Linked DNA regions of Ovis aries: region 2 is linked to region 1. Evidence: chromatin contacts called from public Hi-C data. All regions are on one chromosome and are shown on one strand. The core of a region is the stretch at or near the end of the contact, and the rest is flanking DNA. Distances in the headings are between cores, read along the strand shown. Region 1 overlaps LIAS (lipoic acid synthetase). Region 2 has its middle 34 kb from the start of SMIM14.

Region 1 (2,696 bases), core at 148-2,647:
GCTTTATGCAGATAATAAAATGGAACGGGAACTCAGAAATATACATGGAACATTACACTAAAAAGCAGCTTCTGAATTTTACCTATAGAAAATAAAGATTTAATTCAAACTGCCAAGAAACATTTGGCAACCTATGGTAGTTGTACCTTAAGGTGGCGCTTTGTTGGCTGCATATATTGTCCTAAAGTCAAACAGTCCACATCTGCCTCACGAAGAGCTATAGGAAGAAAAGCACACATTACATGAGCAGATTTTTTTTTTACAGTGCTATCTGTATGCATTGCTGTAAAGAGTAGCTTTTAATTATTATTTGAACTTATTACTCTTCGAACCAATAGATAACTGCAAGTTCGCCAAGGGCCTTCAGGTAAAATAAAAGCTTTTATATTTTAAAATTTAAGAAGCTCAAGAATTGCAAAGCAAACAGATTTAATAGACTAAAAGTCAAAAGCACACCATGCTATGTAACAATGCTGTAAGTAAGCACTTTCTCAAAGGCCTGGATTCATCTTAGTCATCTTTGAGCTGTCAGTGGTTGACAGAGCTCCTGGTACCTGGCTAGCACTCAAAAATTGTCTTGACTGGACAAGAAAAGCAGACAAAATCATGTTTTTAGTTGATGAAAGGGTAAGGAATAAAATGGAATGCAAATTCCACATTCTAAGCATCCTGTACATCATTCCATAAAGTTTTAAGAAAACATTCTTCCTTTCCTTTCTATGCTGCTGTTTATAACCACATCCTAAATTTTTGTTCTCACTAGCACTTTCACTGAGACTATGGAGAAAGCATACCAGGTCTTCCAAAGTGGGATTCCTGCTATCACTCAAGTTAAATGGAAAAGAGTTTTCATTTTTCAATTTCTTTACCTTTCATCGTGGCATATACTTGGTCATCATTCTCACCTAAACCCAACATAATAGATGTTTTAGAAATAACATCAGGTCGAACCTCCTTGGCATGTTTTAGTACGCGTAGAGACTGGTCAAAATTGGCCCGGGGATCACGAACTTTCCTTGAAAACAGCAGAGCTGTTGTCAGCAAGAATAACCACAAACTCAACTAAGTACATAATTATGCAAGCAAGCTGAAACACCAGGAAGGTACATTCTGGACATCACGCTGCATCATATGGGTCAATGGCAGCATTTGTGCACAAATGTCTAACTGTTACTTTGGGAAAGAAAATAAGGCTTCACTAGGCCCCCAGTTCTGTTGACTTTTCAGGCCTTTCAAGCCTGGGGCAGGGAAAATGAGAACAGAAGTCATGAATGAAGTAATTCAGTTTATGAATTACTTATTGAGAAACCAGGATTCTTCAGCCGGAGAATGAGTGGTTATAAGGGTAACTGAGAGAAGGGGGAAACATGGAAGAAAATTTCGATACTGAACAAAGAAAAAACTGTTTAACCTGAACCATTTCAGAGGACTGAAACTTCTATGTTCATTTCTTTTCTAAAGACTAAGCTGCCCTCTGCTGGTAACTCACAGCATTGACATTTCTTAGGTTTAAAAAAAAAAAAAAGCACTATTCTGGAATTTTCACTGGAAAGGATAATGTTTTTTAAATGAAAACAGAGAAACTGGCACCCACTGGTGGTGGGATCATAAGATATGACAAGGCTGGAACAGGCTGTGTGCTTGACTTCAACAGGGGACAAACCACCAAGTTTTAAATGGATAAAGGCCCAAAGGACACAGTTGCTGACGTTAAATTGCATTGATTTGAACTCTAATGTACCTTTATTCTGTGTAACTGATCTGTTGTTATGGTTGCTATTTTTAATCAGAGACCAGTTCACACAGGAGGAGAGGGAACAAATTTATGAATTTAAAAGTAACCACAATACTGATAATAAGGAAAATACTTTTTGAAAGTATTTATCCACTGAATTTAAATTATGCTCCCTAATACAGTTATGATTTAGTAGAAATGCTGGTTGTTGTTTATCATACTTCTGACACAGAATAACGTGTAGAACCTAATAAAATCACTACCAAATGCTTTACTAAAATAATGAAAATGAATGTATAATCTTGCCTGAAATTTTTTATTTTTCTGAAATACGAATAGTTATTGATACAGAATAACAATCTATAATTATTCTTAACTACTAAAATTACTAGGAAGAGTAAGAAAGCACAGTACCTACTTTTTTAAAAGAGACTTAAAATACATCTGAATGATACCATTTTTTTTCAGCATCACTTACTGTATATATTATTGTCAAATGCATTGTTATATGTCCTTTTTTAGAACTACAATCAATTGCTCTTTTGTAATATGTTTCTTTTTGAAAATTGTTCTTTGGGAAAAAAACCCAGCTCATCAGCACTTGCAATACTTTACCAAAAAAAGGAAAGAAAAAAAGATGCTAGTTATGTTTGTATGCGTATACCAAAACATATACACACATGCATAAATATGTAAGTATATAGACACTGAGATGTAAGTAACTGATATTACCAGGTGGAAATATGGATGATGTCTACACTCTTTTTGTTGTCTATATTTTCTAATATTTCTGTACTAGACATATATATATTTTTTAAAAAACACAGTTTTGTTTAAAGAGAGTTCACTTTATAAAATTACAATCTTCTCCCCTGAAAGAAAGTATAGCAGATTTGACCCTCCAAACTTCCCAACATTACTCCATACATGAAATCACCTCTGTAATTCTGGAACTGTTTCT
Region 2 (2,696 bases), core at 147-2,646, 150 kb before region 1:
TAACTCATATAGAGACTGTACAGTATGCTACTTTGAGTAAAGGAAGTAATAAGATACAAATACTGGAGTCATACCCTTGTTCTAAAGCCATGGTTCTCAAAACATTTTAAGGAGTATGCAGGACAAAGAAATAAACATATTTTAATTTGTATATGTTGATAATACCTGTGATGCTCAATTCTATACCTCTATTTGGCGGGGCCATAGGGTGCCCAGATATTTGGTCAAGCATTATTCTGGGTGTGTATGTGAGGGTGTTTCCGGGTGAGATTAATATTTGAGTCAGTAGATTAAGTAAAGCAGATTTCCCCCTAATTGAGAGAGTGGGCCTTATCTAATCAGCTGAAGGACTGACTAGATTAAAAGGCTGATATTCCTGCAAGTCAGAGAGATTTTTTCCTACCTTGAGACTGAAATGTCAACTCTTTATGGTTCTCAAGCCTGCCAGCCTTTGGACTGGAACTGAAATGTTAACTCTCCTGGTTCTGTTCCTTTCAACTTGGACTAGAAGTACATCAGCTCTCCTGGGCTTCCAGCTTAAATACTTACCCTCCAGATCTTGAGACTTCTCAGCTCCCACAATCATGTGAGCTGATTCCTTGTAATAATTCTCTTTATAATTATAAATACACACACACATCTTAACGGTTCTGTTTCTCATAAGGACACTAATATCATACCATAGATATACATGTGTACTTACTTATTCTTCACATCTTCAGAATAGTCAACAAATAAAAATCTATTTCGGGGAATGCTTATGCAAATCCACAAGAAGTTGGGAAATACTAGGCAACAGCTAACTTCTCACATCTGATAAACCTCTTAAGAATGTATCTGCCTCTCTGAGAGTGCTGCTTTTCTCTAAAACAACATGGCTAGTTCCAGGAGAAAGTGAGGGGACTCAGGAGCAGCAGAACCAAAGAATACATGTCGATCAACTCATTCCTAAAAGTGTTACCTTGAAGGATAGAAAGTTTGAGCAACTCTTTTGTAACATTTCCTGTTTATGTTGCCTTCAACCAGCTTTTGCAGCTCTCTGTCTATGGCATTTTTAGTGGACTTGGCAGTATCGTGAATCATACCCATGATCTGTCTCGTGACTGGTTGGTGACTGCTGGCAGCTGGATGGGGAATCCATTGAACAGAATACATTTTTCTAATCCTTTCGTATGTTTGGTCTAAGTGCTATCATCAAGTCAGCATTAAATAAATGTTTTATGATTCTGGTTTTTAAATCTCCAAAATAAAGATAATAATGCCAGCTATATATTTTAAAATACGGTAGGAAAATTATAAAATGCAAAAGTATTACAAAATAATACTTTTGCTTTTCAGATGAAATGGTGCAAACAGAAAGTGTTATTGTAAACACTAGAAGGCACTATTTCACTACCGAGGCGGACAATGACTCTACCACAAATTTCTTGTATCATAAACTCCTCCTCTTGCCCAATTTCTATTCAAGAACAAAAAGTATGAGAAACTTTAAAATATACATTTGTACAATATACTAAGCAGTGCAAAGAAAAGGGAAAAGGAGAACTAATGTATAAAGGACACTATGAAAAAATGTAAATTCAATAGAAAGAAGACAGAAACAAAAAACCTGCAATAGGTGATAAAGCAGAAGAGGGATAATGGGAAGAAAATGAGGTCAAAGCAAGTTTCTTTTATACAGAGTAATATATGGGAAGTATTTTCAACGTCACAACTCTTTGTCATGTTGTATTGAAAAATCCTGATTTACAATTAGTCACTGGCTCTCTAGGTCTGTGTGGGCTTCCCTTTCCAACCTTTTTCACCCATCCTATTTCTCTCAACTGCACTTTGCAGAGAGGATGCTAGGGATGTGTCAGAATCCAAAATGAAGACAAGGATTAGGGAGGGGGTTTGGAGTTTCCCTGAAAACGTAAGTGCTGTTTTGATAGTACTGCTCGTTGGAAGAAAAGTGACAAATTTCCTACTTATATCTCCCTAGATAATTATGTATCTGAATGCTTCATTTTGAGACTTAGAAAGGAATTGAGGGGACTGTGAGTGACAGAGAACAAAACTGGCCTAGACTGTGTGGTTAGACGAAGAAGGCCATGGCACCCCACTCCAGTACTCTTGCCTGGAGAATCCCATGGACGGAGGAGCCTGGTAAGCTGCAGTCCACGGGATCACAAAGAGTCGGACACGACTGAGCGACTTCACTTTCACTTTTCACTTTCATGCATTGGAGAAGGAAATGGTAACCCACTCCAATGTTCTTGCCTGGAGAATCCCAGGGACGGGGGAGCCTGGTGGGCTGCCGTCTATGGGGTCTCACAGAGTCGGACATGACTGAAGTGACTTAGCAGCAGCAGTGTGGTTAGAGGCTTTTTAAAAAATTTAACATTTGGAACTTAAGGCTTCACAATAACTTGAGGTTCATTTGTTGTTTGGTTGCTGGTGATTTTGCTTTGTTTCGTTTTCTCTTTCTCTGAAAGAATACCTTCTTCACCTTTTAATTCTTGACAATTAAAGGGATCCAGAAGGAAGCAGCACAGAGCTGGCTGGCTGCTGGTTGTGATATAAATTTAAAGAGGCATCTTGAGATTGGATTCTATTAATACTAGTCTATTTCTGAAGTCAACTTAGAAAAGGAAACAGGAACTGAAAGTAACAGATTTGTCCAAATCAAACACTGTACATTTAAGAACCTAGGCAAT

The links. A called contact is a pair of places that touch in the nucleus more often than the background predicts.
Region 2: a contact with region 1 is called in a Hi-C map of liver, with 6 times the contacts expected there. The contact joins two enhancer-like sites. A contact is called at or near these places in 9 of 16 Hi-C or Micro-C datasets (blood, hypothalamus, liver and 3 more).

The regions. Positions count from the first base shown.
Region 1 is chr6:59,309,897-59,312,592 of ARS-UI_Ramb_v3.0, reverse strand. It overlaps LIAS (lipoic acid synthetase), which reads right to left. Exons shown (of 10, transcript XM_042251319.1): 7 at 870-1,015; 8 at 147-217. Among named protein-coding and RNA genes, the nearest start is that of RPL9, 12 kb to the right of the region's middle. Within about 2 kb of position 1,397, at least 7 of the 54 cell types and tissues checked have an H3K27ac peak or open chromatin away from gene starts, as enhancers often do. A contact at or near this core is called in liver, where this site is marked.
Region 2 is chr6:59,459,236-59,461,931 of ARS-UI_Ramb_v3.0, reverse strand. No RefSeq gene overlaps it. Among named protein-coding and RNA genes, the nearest start is that of SMIM14, 34 kb to the right of the region's middle. Within about 2 kb of position 1,396, at least 9 of the 54 cell types and tissues checked have an H3K27ac peak or open chromatin away from gene starts, as enhancers often do. A contact at or near this core is called in liver, where this site is marked.